Regions from separate parts of the Mus musculus genome. Here region 1 is linked to region 2. The links are chromatin contacts, called in public HiChIP or PLAC-seq maps. All regions are on one chromosome and are shown on one strand. Each heading gives the region's core, a stretch centred on a gene start, on an enhancer-like site or on the middle of the called end of the contact. The rest is flanking DNA. Distances are from core to core; before and after follow the strand shown. Region 1 overlaps Gsap (gamma-secretase activating protein). Region 2 has its middle 3.2 kb from the start of Gm22490.

Region 1 (5,518 bases), core at 355-2,854, 140 kb after region 2:
TTGGAACACAGTAAGTGACAAAATCTCGGTGCTCACCACTGTGGGAAGGGGGAGATCATTCCTGTTACGGTGACCAGCTTTATAATTTCACTTCTGTTTTGACTGACAAGCAGCTGAAGTGAAATTTCTTGTCAGATGGGTATAAACAACCAGAAAACTCAAAATCTAACTGCTGTAAAATCTGGAGCATTTTAAAGGTTAATATGGTGCCACATATGAAAAATTTATCCTATGTGGTAAAATCCTATATACATACATGCATATATTCTGAAATGCATATGCAAAAGGAGTATTATTGTGTTAGTAAAAGTTGGATGCTTTGGGAACACTCAAAGGCATATTTCTAAAGTGTGTGTGTGTGTTTTGAAAGACATTTCATGTTTAGATTTCTCTTTTCTCACTAAAAGACCTCATGTATATGAAGGATTTCAAAATCTAAAATTTTTTAAAAGCCAAATCTGATTCACTTGTGCCACTAAGCCCCTTGGCCAAGGATGCTCTGTCCGCAGTAACTCTCTTCCATTGGCTGGAAGTATTTACATAAAGCAATAGGCTTGATGTGGCAGACACAGGGTGGCTGTCACTCTTCTGGCAGGCAGAACAGAACCTCAGTGATCATATTTTATAAAAGGACACTTTTACTCCTTCATTCACCAGTTTCAAGTATTTAATAGGTTTTATGAATGAGTAATAGCTAGACCACTGTGGTAATACTTGGTACAGTTTGACTTTTGGGACCCCTTTTCTTGTTTTTTATAAAGATTTATAAAGAAAATTAGGCAACTCAAAAGCTTCAGGGCGAAGCAAAGTGATGCTTCCTGTTGGTCTAGACGCCTTTACGGTAGGCGGTGATGCACTAGAGTGCTGTTCTGTGAGAGGCGGCCTGCAGCACCTGCCTCTTCCCCTTTCAGGTAGATGGTGGAGTAGTGTGCTTGGTCATGAAGCAGGAGGTATATTAAGAAGGTATTCAGAGCATTACATTTAATTTAGGCAACAGACATTGGGAAATACATACTAAATTGTGACACTTTTCACTTTGTATTTTGCTTAAGAGGCATATAAAGAGCATGCTTGTAATTCGGCACTCAGGAGATGCAGGCAGGAAGATCTTCAGGTGGAGGTTAGCCTGGACTACATAGTAGTGAGACCCTGTCTAAAGAAAAAAAAAAAGAGAGAAATATTCAAATGCATTTGATATACTTAAATTTTTTTGTTTTCTTTTTGTTTTAAGACATGGGCTCATATATGCCTGGCCTGCATCAATTGCCTGTGTAGCTGAGGACAATCTTAAATCCCTGATCCATCTGCCCCTCATTCCCAAGTGCTGGGATTGCAAGCGTGTACCGCCGTACACAGTTGTTTGACTAATTTCTAAATTTTTGATACTTATAATAGTAGTGATTTCCCGAAGGCCTTCTCTGCTTGTTTTTTTTGGATTATAGTTAATAGATTTCTTTGCTACGGTGTAAAATTGCAAGGGTAAGACCGGGTTTCTCCTTTTTCTAGGCACCCACTTTGTCTTTCTTTTAGACAACTTAGGACTGTGTGGGCAGAGTGTGGTTCTGTGGCAGGAAGCCAGCAAGTTACACCATCGGGTCAGGAAATACACACCTCAGGGCCCTCTGGGTGTTACCCACTGCTCTTCTGTCCTGTGACTGAGGTGTGGAGAGGCAGAGTTGGGAGCAGTGGTCCCTGGGCAGTGTTCTTACCCGGCTGCTGTGTGAGCCACCATGCCAATGGGCAGAGAATCATTTGTTTATTCCTCAAGACTCTCTGGGGCCCAGGAGACTTTGTGGATATACACATAACGCACCAGGAAGTCCCACAAGAAAATGTAGAGAAACCCACAGTTATAACCTCCACATAGTAGACTTATCTTGGGGTTTACCAAGTGGCTTTAAACCTTTTTGTGGTTGGAATAAGTTCCCTTAAAAGGCTCTGTGCGTTTATATTCGTCTTTAGCAATGATGCAAGTATTACCCTTCTCTAGTCACAATCATCCCTAACACTTGCTACAACAGGAAGCAGCAAGTTCTCACATCCAGATGAAAAGATTGACTTGGATTTTTTTTTTTCTTAAATTTGAGACAAAGAATTTACTATTTAGCTCAGGCTAGCCTAGAAGCCTCTCATTTGGACCACAGATGGCTAGCGCCACACTTACCAGCAACTGAATTTTTAAAATAAAGACTATTGTAAAAAACTAAAACAACAACAAAAACAAATAAACACCAAAAAACCCATACACTGAATTTAATTGAACCCAAAGTCTATACATTTCAATGGCCTTCCATACTGTTAAATAAAATACTAGATAGTATTCTTGCTTGTAGCTAATTCTAAATTGTGCATTATAATTTTAGTTATTTTAAATGTTACTATTGTACATTTGAAAATGCTATTTAGAACTTGCATAAGTTACTTTTTTGTTGTTGTTGTAAAAAAAAAAAACCAAAAACCCACAAGAATTGGTTTAAGAGAGAAGGGGAATTTTCCCACTGTTCTCCCATCCAATCCTTTGAGGCAGAGAAAGCATGGTGGCGACATCTGGCTATACTGCACCCCAGCCAGAAGTTAGGGAGCGATCAGTGCTTCGGCCCCACTGGATTCCATGTCTGTTCAATCAGTACCCACAAGAAAGGGTGATGACTGCATGTAGCGCTGGTCTTCCCACCTCAATCCACCCAGTTAGTTTATGCCTCATAGACCTGTCAGAGGTGAGAATCAATATTAACCACCTTGGGTGGTTGCACATACCTTTAATCTCAATACTGGAGAGGCAGAGCAGGTGGATCTCTGAGTTAGAGGTTAGCCCGGTCTACAGAGTGAATTCCAGGACACAGCCAGGGCTACACAGAGAAACCCTTTCAAAAAAAGAAAAGAAAAAAAAACTAACGACCAAGAAAGAAAACAAAAAAGAAAAACCTAAAACAAAACAAAACTCCAAATCCCCCCAAAACAAAAAACCAAAAGAACCAGACAAACAAACTAGCAAAACAAAAAACAAACAAAAAACCAACCAAACAAACAAACAAACAAACAAAAAAAAACCCCACAAAAAAACAAAACAAAACCAGAACATTTACTTTTCCAAAGCAAGAGACACACTCTTCTATTATTTTTGTACTAGGAAGTTATTTAAAGTAGAGGTCATCACACAGGAAGTGCTGTAACCCCCGAATTACTGATACTAGAGAGACTTCAGTGTTGTACAGTCTGCCTCTGCATTCCCTGCCAGAGGCTCCCATCCTCCCTTGCCCCCAGCGGCAAGCACTACATGCAGAGAGCTGGTTTCTGTGCTGCATCCTCTTGCGACAGCCCCTCCTCCTCCCCAGAAGGTCACTGCCTCTGTGTCTCCAAAAAGCCAACACCCAACACTCCTGATAACTCTCCAGGTGCCTGTCCTTGAGACCTTAGAGAAATAACAAGCTCAAGGGAGACCATGGAAAAAGTAGAAGGTAAATTGAGACAGTTACGACTGGCCATGAAATTAGTCCTTGAACAGACACCCATTAACCAACGCCCCCTTCAGTACTTTTCCACCCTCTACTCCCCTTTCCTGTGAATATTCACACTATTCCTATACTGTATATAAACCCAATGTTTTCTGGACTCAGGGTCTCTTGCCAGCATTCATGCAGTGAGTGCTAGGTGGGCGAAATGAGTTCGAACTTGAAAATAAAAGACTCTTTTGCGACTTCACAATTCTTGGGCTCGTCTGGGTTTCCTGTGAACTTAGGGCACAACAGAAGCTGGCTGTCCCCTGTCTATGCAGAAGATGTTCCCTGAAGGCCTGTGCATGGGCGTGATGCATTGCATTTATGTTTCCCTGTCCTAGGAAATTCCCGGAATAAAGTTTACGACAGAGGAACTCCCATTGCCTCTTATGAAGGTGAGTCCCGCTCCAAGAGGGTGAAGCAGTCATGTCGAGAAGACCTCTGCTGCCCCAGATATTACTGTGGTTTCAAAAGGTATTGCAGCCTGGCAGAGAAAGATGGAGCCTTGGGGGAGATCAGCTTGCCTGAGAGTCCTTCTGAAGAGCCTGCGTAATCAATTGCTAATGTGATGTTATATAACACCTTAGGACTGTTTGAGAAGGGAGGTTTTTGAAGATAGAGAATTACCCTGGATCATCCACCAATACTTGTCATAAAGCCTCTTACTGAAGGAGCTCTTGGAACGTCTTTAGTGAGGCTGGAATTCATTGTTGCCTGATTTGTAGTCCTTCCTTCAAACACACACACACACACACTTATATATACACACACATATATTTATACATACACAATATACACACATTCACACACATGTGAACATATACACATACATACATGCATGCACATACACATATACACATACACACCACATACACACATACACACATACCCATACACACAGAGACACACATGCCCCCCCCCAAACACACACACACACACACACACACACACACACACACACACACACAATTTCTACTTATAAAATCTTTAAGTAAACTGGACTGGGATTTCTTGTTTCTCTCAGAGCAGCCTCTCCATCCCTCAAAAGTGAGGTGGTGGCTTGCTGTATGGCCCGCCTCCAGCTCTTTCCTGTCACAAGGGGCTTTGTGTCTGTCTGCAATCTTCTGGTTTCAGGATACAGAGGGAGGGTAGGAGTGGGGAGAGGTGAGTAGAAAAGACTATGTTAAAACTTCTAGTTAAAAGCCAGAGGGTGGTTAGCGCAGTTCCCTTCAGCTCCTTTGCTGGGTTTGGCATTCTTCTAGTAATTACAGCCTGGCCTAGCCTGGGAAGTCTCAGTTTCTGGTATCAGCAGCCACTGCCCCTTGTATTTATTTATGTTTGAGTCTTTTAGATCCGTGGCACTGCTCTGACAGTTGGGGAGGACCAGTTTTAAGGTCCCCGTCATGTACTGAGGCAAGAGAGGACAGATGGAGGCTGACTTGGTGACTCTTCTTTGGGTCCTAAGAGGCCTTTGAAAACCGATTGTCCAACTGTCCAGAAACAAGTGTAGAGTCAGCAAACCCTCCTGATGCAGGAAGATGACAGGGAAGGTCACACTTTATAGGCAGCGATAGGGATAATCACATGCTATATTATGCTAATGAATGTTCCTTCTCACTGGTACTCTCAACAACCCACCTAGGGTTTCTTTTCTTTGTTCTGTTTTGATGCCGGGTTTGAACTTGGGTCCTTGACAGGCCCCTGATTTGCTGGGTTTCTGGCATCTATTGCCACCATGACTGGTCAAAAGAAAGTTAACCCACAGTTCTGTAGTGTCTGTCCACTTTCTGTGCCTCTGTCATAGCTATGTACATTTGATTTAGTAGTTATGGTACTCTAGAAACTTTTGATCAAATATAAACTTCTCAACACGTTTCGTGTTGTTACATGAAGTAATGAACTGTAATGATTCTCCTGAATTGGCATGTCATTTATTTGATCAATCTTCTGGTTTTGAGCAGAAGACATTATACAAACATTTTCTGGGAAAATAACTTGGTAGTAAGGTGGTTGCCTCACAT
Region 2 (5,174 bases), core at 1,118-3,617:
CTTTGGAGACAGAGAAAAGTGATCCCTTTAAGTAAGATGGATAGCTAGACAAGCCAAGCCTGGGAGCTCTGGGTTCAGTGAGAGCCCTTGTCTCTGTAAGACGGAGCATAATGGACCGAGACACCACATACACGCACAGAAAGAGCATGCATGCATACATGCAGGGACGTACACAGATAAGAGGAAGTCTTGAAGATTTTACTTTCCTACCCTTTATTTTCAATGTGAAATTCCATATATGTAATAATCAAAATATAGTGTAATATCTCTTTGCCCCTCTTCCCCCTCCCTGTCCATATCCATCTATTTTTTTTATTTCTCAAACATAGTGACTATCATAAGTATTATACAGCATGGGAGCATGAGTCCTGCGTGAGAACAACCATAAATGTCAGTGCTCATCATTTACTGATTTTTCACCTTTTGACAAATCACTTTCAGATGACTTTTGCAAAAGGCTCAGCTTTTGCATTTTTTTCCTTTTCAGGGTTATATATATATATGTGTGTGTGTATGTATATATATATATATATGTATATATATAAATGAAAAGAAAGATGCAAAGCAATCAAAGAGGAAGGCATACACACAATACACACACACACATATATATACACATATATATACATATGAAATATATATCATATATACATTTATATACATTTATATATTTGCTTATTTTGTGTGAGTGTTTTGCTGTGGAGGGCAGAGGGCGGTGGATCCCTTGGACCTGGAGTTACAGATGGTCATGTGACCATATGTGTGGCTGGGGATCCAGCCTCAGAAGTCTGGAAGAGCAGACAGTGCTCCTAAACTGCGGAACCATTTTGTCACCTCTCTCCAGTACTGAAGCTTTGCTTTGTTTTTGATTGACAAAGTTGTATATATGAACACTGCATGGTGATCAAGTCTGGACAATTAGCATGTCCTTTACCTGAAAACTTTATCTTTTCTGCCAAAAATTTTTGATGATAAAATTCAAAATGTTATCTTCTGGCTTTCTTGAAATGAACAATACATTATTGTTAGCTGTAGCTATCCTTCTGTGTATCCAGAACGTATTCTTCTTATCCTACTGTAGCTTTGAACCTGTGAAACCATTTCTCATCCTACTTCACTGCACTCCCTCACTTCTGAGAACCACTCTCTTGCTTTCCACTCCGTGAGACTCACGCTTTCAATCCTGTCTACATGAAAGCATGTGGGACTTGGTTTTTCTGGGCTGGTTTACTTTTCTTAATGCAATTTCTTTCAGATGCATCATTTCCCAGTAGATTTCAGGATTTTACTTTATTTCAAATGGCTGATTGGTCTTCTATTGTGCATTTACACGTTCTCTTTACCTGCTCCAACGGGAAGCACCGAGTTGTTTATTGTGAATGGTGTAGTAAGCACCAGAGTGGGGATGTCTCTTTGAGATACTGATTTCATTCCCTGTGGGTGAATACCTAGAAGCCAGATTGCTGTATGCTTCCGCTAATGGTGAGAAAGAATCCTCCTTCTCCACCCTTCTCAGCCACACTTGTTGTTCTTTGTTAGTAACTAGTAATCGCCTGTCTGACTGACAGTCAGGTGATGCTCGCTGTTTCCCTGACCGTTAGTGGTGCTCACGCTTGCACTTACTTGCCTTGCTACTCGGGTGCCTTCTCTTGAGAAGTGTCTGCTTTGGTGTAATGTCCACCTTTATTGCTGTTGCATCAGATGGAGAGTGTACTTTTTCTCTTTATGTTAATTATTTTCTTTGCTGCACAAAAGTCTTTAGTTTGATGTAATCCTATTTGCCATTTTTTTTGCTCTGTTGTCCATGCCTTTGAAGTCTTACTTAAAAATATAAGCCAGGGAGATGGGTCATTGAGCAAACATGCTTGCAGTCAAGCCTGCTGACCTTAGCTTGGTACCTGTGTCCTTTGTGGTGGGAGGAGAAAACCAATTTGTCCTCTGGCCTTCACATATTCACATAATTCTCTGTGGTATTCGAACACACACTCACACAGTCTTCTATTTAAATGTGCCTTAAACAGCTCAATGACTGGGCCACTCTGAAACCTCCATGTAGCTAACATTTGCTCTCCGGTAACACTTCTCAGACCTGGACCTTACTCCTTTGACAGAATTGTGGTTCTAAGTCCTACTTCCTCTATTGGTCCCCTTGCCTGAGAGTCCTAAACTCCCTCCTCTGTTTCCAGCCCAGCTGGCAACTTTAGTTACCAATCAGAACCAACTGGGGGCAGGCACACACCACACACACACACACACACACACACACACACACACACATTATACATACACACCAACACCACATACATATTATACATTTTACACATACCTCACACACTCACATACACAGATACTACACATTACACACACTACACACACACACACACACAAACAATATAACACAGACATATAACCCTACACACCACACACACACACACACACACACACACACACTTTCTTCACTTTCTCTTTCTCTCTTAATGTAGAAAGTCTCTTGTACAGTTAATGTCCTGAAGCACTTCCTCTGTTTTATTCAGCCGGTTTCAGGGTTTAGTCTCATATTTAAACCTTTAATCCATTTTAAGTAGACTTTTATGTGTGATGAAAGACGTGGTGGTGATTTAATTCTCTTGCGCACAGATCCTATTTTTCTAGCAGCAGTTACAGAAGAAATGGCCCTTTCTTGTATGTATGTTCTTGGTGTTTTTTTAATGTGTGGGTTTATATCTGAGTTCTCTATTGTGTTTTTTGATTTTTATATGAGTTTATATCCCAGTATCACTCGTGGTTCTAAAGTCAGTGGTGTGGTAGGTCCACATTGACTCGTCTACTTGATGGTGTTGGCTACTGGAGGTTGTCTGCGCTTCACATACATGACACTTGGAAGAGCGTTTTCCTGCTCCCATGGAGAGTGTTGGCATGTGGCATGTTATGGGCCTTGCACGGTTTGTGGGCATCACTGTGGGCACTGTGTATATTTTAACATTATTGATTTCTGTGCTCCATAAACATGGAGTGCTCCCTACTGACCATATTCGTCTCAATCCATCCTCAATGTTTAACCATTTGCATTATAAGGAGTTTTCTGTCTTGGTTAAAATTACTCTTAGAAAGACTATTTTTCTACTGTTTATTTTGTAGCTATCACAATAGGGTTATTTTCTTGTCAGATAGTTTACTATGAATATACAGGAACACTGCAGATTTCTGTATGCTGTGTGTGTGTGTGTTTTTGAATGTTCAAACCTTTAATGTTTCATTAAGTTGATTGAAATGAATTCCTATAGATGGAGGATCGTCATTCCAATGTGTTCTGAGATGTGACGTCTATATCTTTTTTTTTTACTGGATATTTTCTTTATTTACATTTCAAATGTTATTCCCTTCCCCAGTTTCCATCCCTCCTGGAAACACCCTATCACATCCTCCCTCCTCCTGCTTCTATGAGGGTGTTCCTCCACCCACCCACCCACCCACCCATTCCCACCTCCCCGCCTTCGATTCCCCTACACTGGGGCATCTAACGAGCCTTCATAGGACCAAGGACCTCTCTTCCCACTGATGCATGACAAGGCCATCCTTTACTACATATGCAGCTGGAGCCATGTGTACTCCTTTGTTGGTGGCTTAGTCCCTGGGAGTTACAGGGGGTCTGGTTGGTTGATATTGTTGTTTTTCCTATGGGGTTACAAACCCCTTCAACTCCTTCGGTCCTTTCTCTAACTCCTCTATTGGGGACCCTGTGCTTAGTCTAATGGTTGGCTTCGAACATCCACCTCTGTATTTGTAAGGCTCTGGCAGGGCCTCTCAGGAGACAGCCATATCAGGCTCCTTTCTGCATGTACTTCTTGGCATCCACAATAGTGTTTGAGTTTGGTAACTGTATATGGGATGAATCCCCAGGTGGTTTTTTTTTTAATCATGTAATTTTACTGAATTTATAGGTTATGAGTTTTTTTGGCAGAGGCTTTTTAAAATTTTTATATGTATGATCATATCATCTGCAAATATAAAAAGAAAAGCTATTTTTAGTACAATATAAAAATAGTACTAATGTATGCTGTTATCATTTCTATTTTTCCTCCTTTGTATACATGGTTTTTAATATATAATTACAGATTTTACATAAAGATAACAAATTTCCTTAATAAAATTAGTAAGAAATGTGTTAATTTGTTTTTCATATTTCCTGATTAAGAAATAGTCACAGGGCTCAATGCCATGTGTAACAAAGTTAGAGCAATAGTTCCTACAGTGTGGAGGCTGAAGGGCTTTTGCAAGTCCTTGGGTGGTCTAGCTGGATTTCCAAGGAGTTATAACAATCTTCTCTGTCATGGGATGCCTTGCCCAGGTTGTGCAACGTAGCCATTAAAACCAAGCAAACCTGTTGCCCAACCACTTCAGGTCTGTTTCCTCTTTATCCAAATCAAGTAATTTCCATGCAAACAGGGTTTAATAGATTTTAAAGAAATTACCTAATGGGAAGAATTGTAAAAAATTTCTGTAGACTTGCTGATTATAAAGGAAAAAAAAAAACTCCTTTGAACATATACTATGAGCTTTGGGGCTTAGAAGTCTTTATTATCTTGATAAAATCCAGGTTTAACCAACAGCTGGTGACATCAGGTGCAATTGTTCTTAAGAGATGGCAGTCTCTCTGCTGCCCACAGACTCCTGTACTAGGCACCCTGGAACTGCGACGCGGCTGGTAGGCGTGGCACACGTCACTGCAGGATACTGGAGGGGTGCTTCAGCTCCCCACCAGCTTAAGACTGGGTTGGCTTCTCCAGTGGGAGCCGGTGACTTTCTGCTCCAGTGGGAGCCGGTGACTTTCTGCTCCAGTAGGAGCCGGTGACTTTCTGCTCCAGTAGGAGCCGGTGACTTTGCTGCTGTTTGTCTTGTTTTTGCTGTGGGACAGAAGGTGGGAAAGAAGGAGGAGTCTGTGAACCATTCCAACAAGAGGTCATATGGTTTTAAAGTCTATAGAATGTCTATAGTTTCAAACAATGAATTTCCTTTGAAGTAGGTGATTCATTTTCTGCTTTGTATCCTGCAAAAGAGGAATTATTTTTAAAAGAATGTGGATACAACTAACTTGGAAGTTTCAGCTTGTACTTAATGCATTGATTTATCGACAGTTCCACAAAGGAAAAAAATGGATTTTAAAAAAGTCATTT

What was found. HiChIP or PLAC-seq counts read pairs in DNA pulled down with a chosen protein or histone mark.
Region 1: an H3K27ac HiChIP or PLAC-seq map of acute myeloid leukemia shows a contact between it and region 2, with 2.0 times the contacts expected there. The contact joins two enhancer-like sites. A contact is called at or near these places in 4 of 39 promoter capture datasets (the 3T3-L1 cell line, 3T3-L1-derived adipocytes, the C10 cell line and 1 more), 2 of 484 Hi-C or Micro-C datasets (the Ba/F3 cell line and the N1E-115 cell line), 2 of 115 datasets of contacts at active chromatin or transcription factors (CD8 T cells and acute myeloid leukemia) and 1 of 9 other capture datasets (liver).

What each region holds. Positions count from the first base shown.
Region 1 is chr5:21,254,032-21,259,549 of GRCm38.p6, forward strand. It overlaps Gsap (gamma-secretase activating protein), which reads left to right. Exons shown (of 31, transcript NM_175437.3): 18 at 1-10; 19 at 3,839-3,892. Among named protein-coding and RNA genes, the nearest start is that of Gsap, 71 kb to the left of the region's middle. Within about 2 kb of position 1,605, at least 94 of the 459 cell types and tissues checked have an H3K27ac peak or open chromatin away from gene starts, as enhancers often do. A contact at or near this core is called in acute myeloid leukemia, where this site is marked.
Region 2 is chr5:21,111,429-21,116,602 of GRCm38.p6, forward strand. No RefSeq gene overlaps it. Among named protein-coding and RNA genes, the nearest start is that of Gm22490, 3.2 kb to the right of the region's middle. Within about 2 kb of position 2,368, at least 9 of the 459 cell types and tissues checked have an H3K27ac peak or open chromatin away from gene starts, as enhancers often do. A contact at or near this core is called in acute myeloid leukemia, where this site is marked.